2 separate regions of the Callithrix jacchus genome follow, and region 2 is linked to region 1. Evidence: chromatin contacts called from public Hi-C data. All regions are on one chromosome and are shown on one strand. The core of a region is the stretch at or near the end of the contact, and the rest is flanking DNA. Distances in the headings are between cores, read along the strand shown.

Region 1 (5,777 bases), core at 1,594-4,093:
TTATGAAACAATAACAGAACTCGGAGTCTGGTGGCCAAACCTCACTTGAGTCACCGCAGTGGACAGCCACGGCCTCTTACCAACTGCCAGGCTGAGCCAATTCACAGACCTGGAGCCCTTGAGGTGGGGCAAGGTCCCTCGAGGGAGCTCCCTACAAGGAATACAGCAGCACAGCCACTCCAGTGCTCCCCCAGAGGCACCTGCACCTGTTTACGAAAGTTAACTGTGGAACAGGGGAGGGAAACACTCAAGTGTCTCGAGAATGACAAGACACTCGTCTCAAATGGATGCCAAGTTCTTTGTTGAGACAGAGTCTCACTCTGTCACCCAGGCTGGAGTGCAGTGGTATGATCGTGTCGTTACACTCCAGCCTGGGCGACAGGAATGAAACTCCGTCAAGAAAGAGAGAGAGAGTGGAAGGAAGGAAAGAAGGAAGAAGGAAGGAAGGAAGGAAGGAGGGAGGGAGGGAGGGAAAGGAAGGAAGGAAAGAAGGAAGGAGGGAGGGGGAGGGAGGGAGGGAGGAAAGAGTAAAGAAATACCTGAGGCCAGGCACAGTGGCCTCACCCCTGTAATGCCAACACTTTGGAAGGCCAAAGTGGGAGGATCACTTGAGCTCAGGAGTTCAAGACCAGCCTGGGCAATGTGGTGAGACCCCCATCTCTACAAAAAACACAAAAATTAGCCAGGCATAGTGGCACACGCCTGTGATCCTAGCTACTTAGGAGGCTGACTTGGGAGGATTGAGCCCAGGAGGTTGAGGCTGCAGTGAGCCAAGGTCACACCACTGCACTCCAGTCTGGGCGACATAGCGAAGCCCTGTCTCACAAAAAAAAAAGAATAAAAAAGCCCAAGACTGGGTCATTTATTAAAAAGAGGCTTTTTTTCTTTTGAGACGGAATCTCGCTCTGTTGCCCAGGCTGGAGTGCAATGGTGTGATCTCGGCTCACTGCGACCTCCACCTCCAGGGTTCAAGCAATTCTCCTGTCTCAGCCTTCCGAGTAGCTGGGATTACAGGCGTGTGCCACTATGCCTGGCTAATTTTTTTTTTTAGACGGAGTCTCACTCTGTCGCCCAGGCTGGAGTGCAGTGGCCCATTCTCGGCTCACTGCAACCTCTGCCTCCTGGGTTCAAGAGATTCCTCCAGAGTAGCTGGGATTACAGGCATCCACTACCACACTTAGCTAATTTTTTGTATTTTAGTGGAGACAGAGTTTCACCATGTTGCCCAGGCTGGTCTCAAACTCCTGACCTCATGATCCACCTGCCTTGGCCTTCCAAAGTGCTGGGATTACTGCTCCCCGCCTACTTTTGTATTTTTAGGAGAGGCGGAGTTTCTCCATGTTGGTCAGGCTGGGGTGCAAGGTTTTATTGAGTAAAAGTGGCTCTCAGCAGATAGGGGAAGCCAGAAGAGGATGGAGTGGGCAGGTTTCCCCCTGGAGTCGGATCCCTGAGCAGCCTGGGCTCTCCTGACTGCCCCGGGGCAAACTCCACCTCGTTTTGCCTTCAGTGGCCTCCTGGGGCGCCCGACTGCCCCGCCCCCCCCCACGCCCTCTCCCCGTCCCGCCCACTTGTCTTCTTCCGCCTACGTGTAGCTCTCCAAGTCCAGCCACTTGTGTCGGCCTGCGAGTGCCTTGGGGATTTTATAGGCACAAGTTTGGGGCGTGGCAGGCCAGGGTGGTCTTTGGAAAACGATAATTGGGCAGGAAAACACAAATCCCTGTCCTCACTTAGGTTTGTGGGTCCGGGCGGGCGGTAGGGGAGATCCCTAGCCAGGGACCACGCCCTTCTCTACCCAGCACTTCCCTTCCCCCTTCATGAGGGGCAGGAAGTAGCAAGTACTTTTTATTTTTTTCAACGTCCCCATGGACACTGAGGAAAAAAATACTTTTGATGTCTTAGTGAGACAAGTCAGAGAGTGGGAGATAAACCTCCGCAAAAATTCAGAGGCCCCCTCAGCCCAGGGAAGGTTCTGGGGAGGCCAGAGGTTTGGCGCAGGTTATAATTATTGTCCTTTTTATGTTATTTGTTATATTTTTGTAGAGAACGGGGCGGGGGGGAGGGGAGGGTCTTGCTATGTTGCCCAGGCTGGTCTTGAACTCCTGGCCTCCAACCATCCTCAGCTGAGTGCTTTTCTGTGACAGTGAATGCTCAGAAACCACAGCCGGGATACTAAGGCGGGAACCGGGGGCTGGAGGTGGGGTGGCTTCTCCCTTGTACCCCTTTCCCCCCTCGCCTGTTTCTTAGCCCTCCAGGGAGGAACGCTTCTGCGGGGGACGTAGCCACGATTCCTTCGAAGGAGAAGTTGAGCTCCTCCATGCTGAGCTGATCCTCACCCCGATCCACAGGCAGAGAGCAGCGCGTGGAAGAGGGGAGATCCCCGGGCTGAACGGCTGGATGGAAGGGGGTGCTGGGCGCATTTCAGGGAACACTGTTTTACAGTGCAGAACGTTGGATATAACATGACTAAATGCAGCATTTTGTGTTCAGAGCCGGCGGGAACAGTGATTCCTGCACAAGGTTCCTGAAAACCTGGGGAGACGAAATACTTTAATCAAAAAGGATCTCATCTAATCTAAAAGGATCCCTTCTAATTAGGAGATAAGAACGTTTCGTCTTCGACTGCACGGGAAGGGCGCACGGAAACACGTCATTTAGAACATCCCGGGCTCTAACATCCAGGTGGCGGTGCCACTTTTCTGTTCGAGTCCAAGGAGGCCGAGACCGCCCGGCTGTGGTTTCGAACTCGCGGCAAGGGCGCGCGGTCTGGGGAGGAGCTCGGGCTTCGCGTTCCGCGTTGCCTGGCCCGGCGCGGCCGCCGTAGCGGGGAGGGCCTGGGCTACGGTGGCCGCGGGGCGGCGGCGGCGATCGGACTCCGTGGGCCGGCGCCGCCATGGGCAACCTGTTCGGCCGCAAGAAGCAGAGCCGCGTCACGGAGCAGGACAAGGCCATCCTGGTGAGGCCCGGGGCCGGGACGGGCGGGAGGCGGGAAGCGCTCCGCGGCCTCGGCCCCCCGCGGTCGGGTGGGGAAACTGAGGCGCGGCGCGCAGCCCGGCCGCTTGGCCGCTCCGCCCTGCGCTCCTCCTCGCCCGCGGGGCCTCAAGACGGGATCTCCTGCGCAGCGCGGTGGCTGCTGACCCCGCCGAGGTGGGCGCGGCCGGTGGCTGCGGGGCTCGGCCGCCACGGCCTGGCGACGGGTACGGGGTCCGCGCGGCGCTGGGCTTTCCCCGGCTCTCCCGGAGTCGCGGCTCCCGTGCCCCCCGGTGCCCTGGGCCGGAGCCCCCGCGGTGCTGCCGGCTTCGCGCTGCGGTGCGGGGCCGTCCCCTCTCCCTCACACCCGCCCCGGCCGGGACTGCGGGGAAGCCCGCCCTGGTCCGAGGAGCGGCCGCCGGGGTCCCCCCGCGCCTGGGTGCAGGACCCCCGTGTTTTGCGTGCTTGTTTGCGGCGGCTTCAGACCGACCCCGGTGCCTGCTCCGGCAGCTCCGCTGTGAAAGTTAGCTGCTGTGGGAGGAATCGCCTGGCACGTCAAAGACACGGCGGGCTGAGAATAGTCCGTTTTTGTATGAGATAAACGTGTCAGGAAAGAGACCCCGAAATGGGAGCAGGGCTAGCTTTTTCGGATGCTTTCTTTTTTAAGTTTTCTGAAACAGAAATGGGTTAGTTTTATACTAAAAGAGAAGTGAATGGAAATGGAAGAGGGGATCTTACCTTGGCATCCGAGCCCATCAGCTATGAAAAGAAACAACAGTCACGTTTGTCCCTAGAGAAGAGGGGCACCACTCTGGGCACGCCCAAGCTGCCTGCAAGACAGCTGGGCCCAGCCTCCACCTTCCCTGGCAGCCCCAAGGCGCTCCCTCCCTCTCTCTAAGGACTCGGCTCCGGTTTCTCTTCAAGCAGCGCTTTGCACTTGCCAAGGGTCCCTGTGGGCTCTGGGCTGTGCAGACCCGTGTTCCTGGCTGCCGTAGGCCCCCCAGGATTTCGGGCACTTGGGAACAGCGTCCTTACCACACAGTAGCACAAATGATTGCTTTTTTTCTGTTTCCCTGATAACAGGTGGACTCCATGCTGCCTATGATCCTCCGCTGAGACCTGACTTTACAGCAGGGCAGCCTGGCCATACCTGCCTGCCTTTGGCCCCTGGGTCTCCCCAGCAATGGGGCTGGGCAGGGGGCACCTTTTCCTGTAGAAGTGAGAGGACCCACAAGTTTTGGCACTGGGAAGGGGAGCCTCCTGGATGGAGGGAGCCGGGAATGAGCTCTCTCAGGTAGAGGGAGCACTCACTTGCCATGAGGAGCGTTAAACCTGTGGCCAGGTCATGACTGAGCTAATACTCCTCCGCCTCCTGCCTTAAGGCTCTGACCCCTGTGCCTACATGGGCTCAGCACTGTCTGCAGTGATGACATTTGGAAAACTCACTGGCCTGATGGGACAGGACTAGCTGAAGTTCATTCCTCAGTGGCCAAGCACCCTTTCTGGGGCAGCACCCAGATGTGAGACGGTCAGCAGGTCTGCAGGGCGTGTCACCGTGTGTGTGTCCCTGCAGGTGGGTGGCCAGCAAAGGGACAGCTGAAGCCCAAGGGGAGAAGCTGGGGGGTGTCCAAGCCCTAACCTGGCCGTGTGGGCTGGTGGCACTTGGGTGCTCGCCACCTGTGTGTTCTCTGTTGAGTCCAAATCTTTGAGTTCTTGGTAGCTGCTCCCTGGCCTGAGCCCCGAGTGTCACAACGTTGGCAGGCAGCCTCCAGAGCGGCCTAACAGCAATGCCGTGGTGGACCTCCCCATCCCCGTGGTGGGCTCTGGGGTCTGGGTGACTCTCTGGTGGGGCTGTCCCATGTGTGGCAGAACGTGGAGCAGTGTCCCTGCCTTCCACCCCCCAGATGTCTCCAGCCAGCTCCACCTGTTCTCTGGGAGACAACCCTGCCCCATGAAGGACACTCGTGGAGGACCACCTGGCCTCCACTCAGTGGCATGGCCAGGGCCCGCAGTATGGCTGGGTAACACCAGGCCTGCTCTCTCTTGGCAGCAACTGAAGCAGCAGCGGGACAAGCTGAGGCAGTACCAGAAGAGGGTCGCCCAGCAGCTGGAGCGTGAGCGCGCCCTGGCCCGGCAGCTGCTACGGGACGGCAGGAAGGAGTGAGCAGGCCCATCAGCATGGGCGACCTGTTGGCTGGGGTGGGGGCCTGGGCAGGGCCACAGCGGGTCACTCTGGGGCTTCCCTCTGCAGACGGGCTAAGCTGCTGCTCAGGAAGAAGCGATACCAGGAGCAGCTCCTGGACAGGACAGAGAACCAGATCAGCAGCCTGGAGGCCATGGTAGGTGCTGGGTGCTTCACCCTGGGGCGCAGGTGCAGTGGGAGGCAGCTCGCCCGGCCCTGTGGACCTGGGAGCTTCTCCCCATAGCTGAAAGCCCCTCCTCACATGCCTCAGGCTGAAGCTGACCCGGCAGTGGGGCGGGCCTGGAATCCAAGGGGAGTCTGCCAGGAAGCCCATGGTCCTAAGGGGCTGGGGGGAGGGTGGCTCTTGCAGGATTGAGGTTGGAAATGCTGGGCCACCCCTGGGTGGTGTTGGTAGGTCAGGGGTCTTTGTCGGGGACTGAGTGTCCCTGGTGTTAGGGACCCAAGCAGCGTGGTTCTCTTTGGTAACGAGAGCTACTAACAAGTAACCAGCACCTTCTGCAGTGTCTCCCCAGCACCTTCCCAGTCCTGCACATCCCCACCTGGCAGTGGAGAGGACAGGGAGGAGCAGGGGCTGGGGTCGTCCTCACGCCCAGAAGCACATGGTCAG
Region 2 (5,777 bases), core at 1,894-4,393, 230 kb after region 1:
CAAGAGAGACTCAGTCTCCCCCCCCGGAATTCCCTTTGGGGTGGCAGGGGGCAGGGGATCTAAGCACGGTGCGCCCCAAGGCCACCTGGAGCCAAGCCTCCCTCCTCCCCACGGAAGATATCATGCCTAGCCCCCATAAATACTCATTAGGCAGAGGCACACAGCACTGCCCCCCGCCTGGGGGATGACTCTCCCAGACCCACCTGCTGCCTGGACAGACCGGCCTCCCAGCCCTACCCTACCTCTGTCTTGGGCTCTGAGGAGCAGCCCTAGGAGGAGAACCCATGGCTCAGGGAGGACATGTGAATAGGCATGGAGCCTGCTACATGTGGGTGCTGGGACGGGGGGGGGGAAGACCCTGGGGGCACACAGAAACGAACAATGGCACCCAGGTAGCAAGTGCAGGGACAGATGCAGCCGAAGGCCCAGGGATGCATGGCAGGCACACAGGACGCAGCAGAGGGAGGGGCAGGGTGCATGGGGGAGGCCGAGCCAGCCAGCTGGGGTGAGGGTGGGCCGCAGGTGGAGAGGCCAGGGATCCACCAGGATCAGCAAGGTGGGGTGGCGATCAGGACCAGGCCGGGGTGAGGGCTCTAGCTGATGTCTTTCTTCTCAAGCTTGGAGGATTCACCACCCTCCCCCACTGTCCACGGCCCTGGCTCTTCTGGAGAGCATGCATGGCCCCAGTACCTGCAGCTTCCTGGATGAAGGTGGAGTTGCGTTTGAGGATGAGCAGGAAGGAGGAGGACCCGTGGCTGCACAGATAGAGCAGGATCTTCAGCACCTGGGGAGTGGGGCGGTCAGCGGTGCTGGGCAGGCCAGACACCAGGGAAGGGCCAGGGGCGCCCCAAGGGCACAGAGCCACCAGCCATCCTACACCACTCATCTGCTCCTCCAGCCTCAGCACCGTGGGCAGGGGCTCGGGCCTGACCCTTGACCACCCAGGGGCTCACCTTGAGCTTCCCATGGCCAGAGCTGCTGTGCAGGCGGGTCAGGAGGTACTCCACCAGGCACTGGCTGCTGCCCAGAGACTCATGGGAGATTTCTGCAGCACACTCGGGTTAGGGAAGGGAGATGATAAAGGGAAAGGAGACGTGCCTGGAGGCACCTGCTGCAGGCCCTGCCATCAGGAGCGCTGGGGCTTCCAGGCTCTCCTGAGCCATCAGTATCACAGCCTTCAGACCCCACCGGTGCCTGGTTCCAATGATAAAGGAGCTGCAGATCCCTCTAGGGACAGCAGAACCCCCAGTGACCCTTTGCCCCACACCAGGACCCTGCTATCCGCTCTTGCCCCACACAGGGACGTCGAGGAAGGATACTAGCAATCTCTTCAAACAGGTAGCCAGGACATGGGACGTCATCATCCGATGTCCCCTTCAGGAGAATCGGGAGCTGAAAGGGAACAAGAGCCTCTGCAGTGATGAGGCGCCATTTCCCACAGCGGTGAGTCCGCAGCTCCCAAAGGGGATGGAAACGGCCCACTTCTTGCTGTTGACATGGCCGGAGAAAGGACTGGGAAGGGACGAGAATGGTGCTATGGGCCACAGGGAGCCTGCAGCAGGGTCCTCTCTCAACTGTCAGGGACGAACAGCCTCTGAGAAGAGGCAAATCAATGGTGGTTCTCCAGGGAGGGGCTGCGCCACTTGGGATAAGATAGGACACAGCCCCCAGCCTCCTTGCACTTCTCAGCATGTAAGGCTATTTGAAGGTACTTCTATCTACCTACTGACTAGCAAAGCCAAACAAGGCTCAGGCAAGCCCCTTTTCCACGCAGGGGACTATGGATGGCTCCCGCTCCCTAGAGCCTGGATTGGCAGAGTGACAGAGCCCCTTGGCCTGACTGGCTCCCTCGATCCTGAGAACCGAGTGACGCCATGTGTTTTATGTTGCTCGCTTAATGCAGAAGTCCTTTTTTCTTTTATGCTTCCTTACTGGCAGGAAGACGTATGGTTTATGGGGTGAAAATTGGAAACGCTCATTCATGCATTATTCAGCAACAGAACAGAGGAGAGGAGTTCAAGCATATTTAAGAGGACAAGCATGGGACTGACTCGTGAGGGCCGAGATCTAGTGACAACACAAAAAAACGTGGACCTTAAGTGTTTCCCGAGGCTGTGGACACATCACTGACATTCTGCCCATCAAGCCCTAAGGGGAGCTGAGAGGTTTGCAGGTGACGGCTGACGACTGCAGAACGCAGCACAGAACGACTCTGTCCAAACCCTGCACGGAGAGCTTGACCAACCCTGGCATGGCTTCTGGCAGCCCAAGGCCGCGCCCGGGACTACCCAGCCCCCTCTGAGGTCCACCCTAGGAAAGCTCAGGGCTGACAAAAGAAGACAGTTTGCTCTGGACGACACCTGGGGACTGGCCCCGACCTCTCCTTCTTAGAGAGTTTACTAAGAGGGGCTTACAACGGTGCGTCCTTCTCTGTCCCTTCGAGATGTCTGTGTTCTCGGCAACCCAGGGGTGCCTCTCCAGGACCGGAGCCCTCCTCTGAAATGCCACCGTCAGCCCACCGGGCGCCGGCAGCGTGGAGCGGCTCCACGTCCACCGGGTCCGCCGCTCCTTCCTGTCTGTCGGAGGCCACTGAATGCTGGCCGAGGCCTATTCTCTCCCCCAGGGTCTGCCTGTGCCCATCGCCCTCGCGCTCGGCGGGTCCGGCTTGGGAGGCCCGGGGACAGCGCAGCGAAGGGGCCAGGAGCGGCTACCCAGGGCGGGGACGCAAGGTCAACGGCTCCGGCCCGGGGCGAGCGGCGACGGAGAGGACACGTGGGGTCGGAGCCGGGGGCGGGGGGCCGCTCCCACTCACCCGGTGCAGAAAGCTCAGGCGGTCCCGCAGCGGCGGCACTGCCGCCATAATGCAGGTCACTTCCCGGTCCGCCCCGCTTCCGCCAGGCCCGAGCCCTCCAATCACCGCGCGCATCCTACTCCGCTGCCCAGTCCCTCGTAGTGGGACGGGCCCTGAGGTCGGCTTTGTAAATAATTTGAGTCTAGGCCAATCCGAAGTCCCATGGCAGAGACAGACAAGGACAAAAGCCAATTGCAGGGGGCTCAAGGCCAGGAGACGGCAATTAAAAAGCTCAGGAAAGATGATGGGCGGAAGCGCCGACCTATCAAGCTGTTTGACACCGGAAGAGGACGGACCTAATATGGCGGTGTCCAGGGGCTCTGGGAACAGAGGCTCATGTCGGCTAACGGAGCGGTGTGGGGCCGGGTGCGAAGCCGCCTCCGCGCCTTCCCTGAGCGGTTGGCTGCCTGCGGGGCCGAGGTGAGGAGCCCTGGGCAGGCCAGTGCTGCGGGGCAGGAAGGGCCGAGCGGGGCAGTGATGGGGAGGAAGGGCTGTGACGGGGACAGGGGAACCCCACTACCCACGCGCGTCCACTCCGCAGGCCGCGGCGTACGGCAGGTGCGTGCAGGCTTCTACGGCCCCGGGCGGCCGCCTGAGCAAGGACCTCTGCGCGCGGGAGTTCCAGGCCCTGCGGAGCTGCTTCGCCGCCGCGGTAGGTGGGCGCGGGCCCCTCCGAGCCCTTCTCCTTCAAGAGCCGGCGGGCCCCGGCCGTCCTTTGCTTCCCCGTGGTTCAGAGTTTGAGCCGCCGCTGCGTGCTTTAGACCCCGGCTGACCAAACCACCGAGCCACTGACAAGCCCGCGAAATCTCGGCGGTCCCGGGTTTGTGCCTGCATGTTTGTAAAGCGGGACTGGCACCAATCTCAGAAAGGATGGGGGATGGGTGCACGAAGGCGCCTTGTCAAGCGCGTTAAGTTTTCGTGTTGGCACTGCCGCCGAGGGGTGACATACCAGCATCGACCCGATACAGGACTCCCAGCAAGTACCCAGCACCTTCTGGGTCTTCACCTCCCCGGCACTCGCAGCCCCTGTGCAGCTGCGGTGGTGGATTCCTTCAACCTGCCCTGCCGGGCACCCCTGCCACCCTCACAACTGGCACGATGGGCTTCCTGACCGTGGGGCTTTAAGTCATTCTGAGGCTGCTTCGTTAAGTGTCAGCCTCACTGGGTACCACCTCGGGCGCCCCAACTCAGTGTGTCTGGGTGGGCTGTGACGCCAGTGCTGACTCTGTTTACCGGGAGTTGTCAATCCAGAGATTTGGGCCAGAGAAAGGTACTTGAATAAAAGCCCCACAGCCTTCATTCCTGCCTGCTCCCAGCAGCCTTGGATGCAGGGGTGGGTGACTCATCAGAAGTTGCACTTTTGCTGGGTATAGTGGCTTACACCCGTAGTCCTACCATTTTGGGAGGCTGAGGTCACTGAATTGCTTCAGCCTAGAAGTTTGAGACCAGCCTGGGCAACATACAGAGACCCCGTCTCTACCAAAAAAAAAAATTAGCCAGGCATGGTAGTGTTCACCTGTAGTCCCAGTTACTTGGGAGGCTGAGGTGGGAAGATCGCTTGGACCTGGGAGGTGGAGGTTGCAGTGAGCTGAGATCACACCACTGTACTCCAGCCTGGGCGACAGAGTGAGACTGTCTCAAAAAAAAAAAAAAGTTGGGGGGGCCTCATGCTTTGCCTTTATGAGAGCATGGGACCAAATGTGGTGTGTGGTGGGGGTCAAAGGAGGGTACAGCAGTGAGGTCTGTGATGGTGTCACAAGGCCCTTGTCCCTTGAACCAGTGACCCAGAGAACCAACCTATGGTTCTCCAACCAGTCGAGCCTCCAGCACGTGCCAGCACTGAAGTCTCTAAGGTATTTGGTAGAACATGGCATTTGGCATGGTAGCTTTCTTTCAAGCCATGTCTAACTTGGAAGCAAGCCATTCAGACAAAACACTTTATCTTGTAGGCCAAGAAGACGCTGGAGGGAGGCTGTTAGGAGGTTCTGAGCTTCACACCTGTCTGCTGCTGTGGGTGCAGAGCCCTCGTCCTGATGGTGCCTGGTGGCACACATGGAATGCCCAGGGCAGAAAGGAAGTGGGAATGGCGAAGACGTGACTTCCTGATGTTAGATCCTGTTTCTTCTCAGCACGTTGAGGTGTGGGTAGAACAGAAATTGGCTTTCCAGCATTGTGTCTATAAGGACTTGAGTTAGAATAAGATGTAATGGAAGCCACGATAAAGATTCCATCAGATCCTGCAGCGTGGGGCTTACTGTGCAGACTGCGACCTGTGGGCCCTGGCTTCTCCCCCAAAAAGGGCAGGGCTGGGACTCAGGGACACTCTGCTTCAAAATTTGCATTTTAAAACATTCTCACTAAGGTATTTAATCTGAATCTGGTGAAGCCTGCAGACCTCACTATGGGTATATAGCACACACCAAAGATGAGGACGGGACACCCCATGGGGCAGGGTCCTTGAAGATGGCTTTCCTGGACATGGGGTAAGGCGGGGGCTCGTTACAAAAGGGCCTGAGCCTCCGAGAGAGGCACCAGCAGCCACTGCCACTCCTTTGTGGTGTGGAGTTGGTCGCCCCCTCAGCAGCCCAGGTACTTCAGTGATGGCTCCTGCCCTCATTCCCCTCCCTATCACACCACTGGACCTGAAACTTAGGTGAGAAGGGCAACACCCTGCCCCTGCCCAGGCACTTGCTGACAGGGAGACTCGGCAATCTGTGAGGCCTGAGCGCCACCTGCCGGGCGTGGCAGGGACTGCTTCAGGTGTTTCCTTGCTCCGAAGTGTGGAGGTCTCGCTGTCCTGGGGCTGTGGCCTGCACCTGTCCCCAGGCCCATGCGAGCAGCTGACCCCATGGGCTGAGGTCTGTACCTCCATGTTTCCTCCTAAGATGCTGTCCCAGAATTAGCCTGGTTTCCCCTAAACACCCGC

What was found. A called contact is a pair of places that touch in the nucleus more often than the background predicts.
Region 2: a contact with region 1 is called in a Hi-C map of skeletal muscle, with 4 times the contacts expected there. The contact joins the promoter of NDUFAF8 here to the promoter of CHMP6 in region 1. A contact is called at or near these places in 2 of 3 Hi-C or Micro-C datasets (both in skeletal muscle).

What each region holds. Positions count from the first base shown.
Region 1 is chr5:136,681,843-136,687,619 of calJac240_pri, forward strand. CHMP6 (charged multivesicular body protein 6) reads left to right here and starts at 2,844. Exons shown (of 9, transcript XM_078374911.1): 1 at 2,844-2,953; 2 at 4,051-4,261; 3 at 5,018-5,127; 4 at 5,219-5,306. The coding sequence starts at 4,232.
Region 2 is chr5:136,913,283-136,919,059 of calJac240_pri, forward strand. It overlaps NDUFAF8 (NADH:ubiquinone oxidoreductase complex assembly factor 8), which reads left to right and starts at 3,144. Exons shown (of 3, transcript XR_013536072.1): 1 at 3,144-3,271; 2 at 3,393-4,704; 3 at 4,801-5,086. TEPSIN (TEPSIN adaptor related protein complex 4 accessory protein) reads right to left here and starts at 2,882. Exons shown (of 12, transcript XM_035302057.3): 1 at 2,813-2,882; 2 at 1,320-1,512; 3 at 954-1,045; 4 at 691-784. The coding sequence starts at 2,860.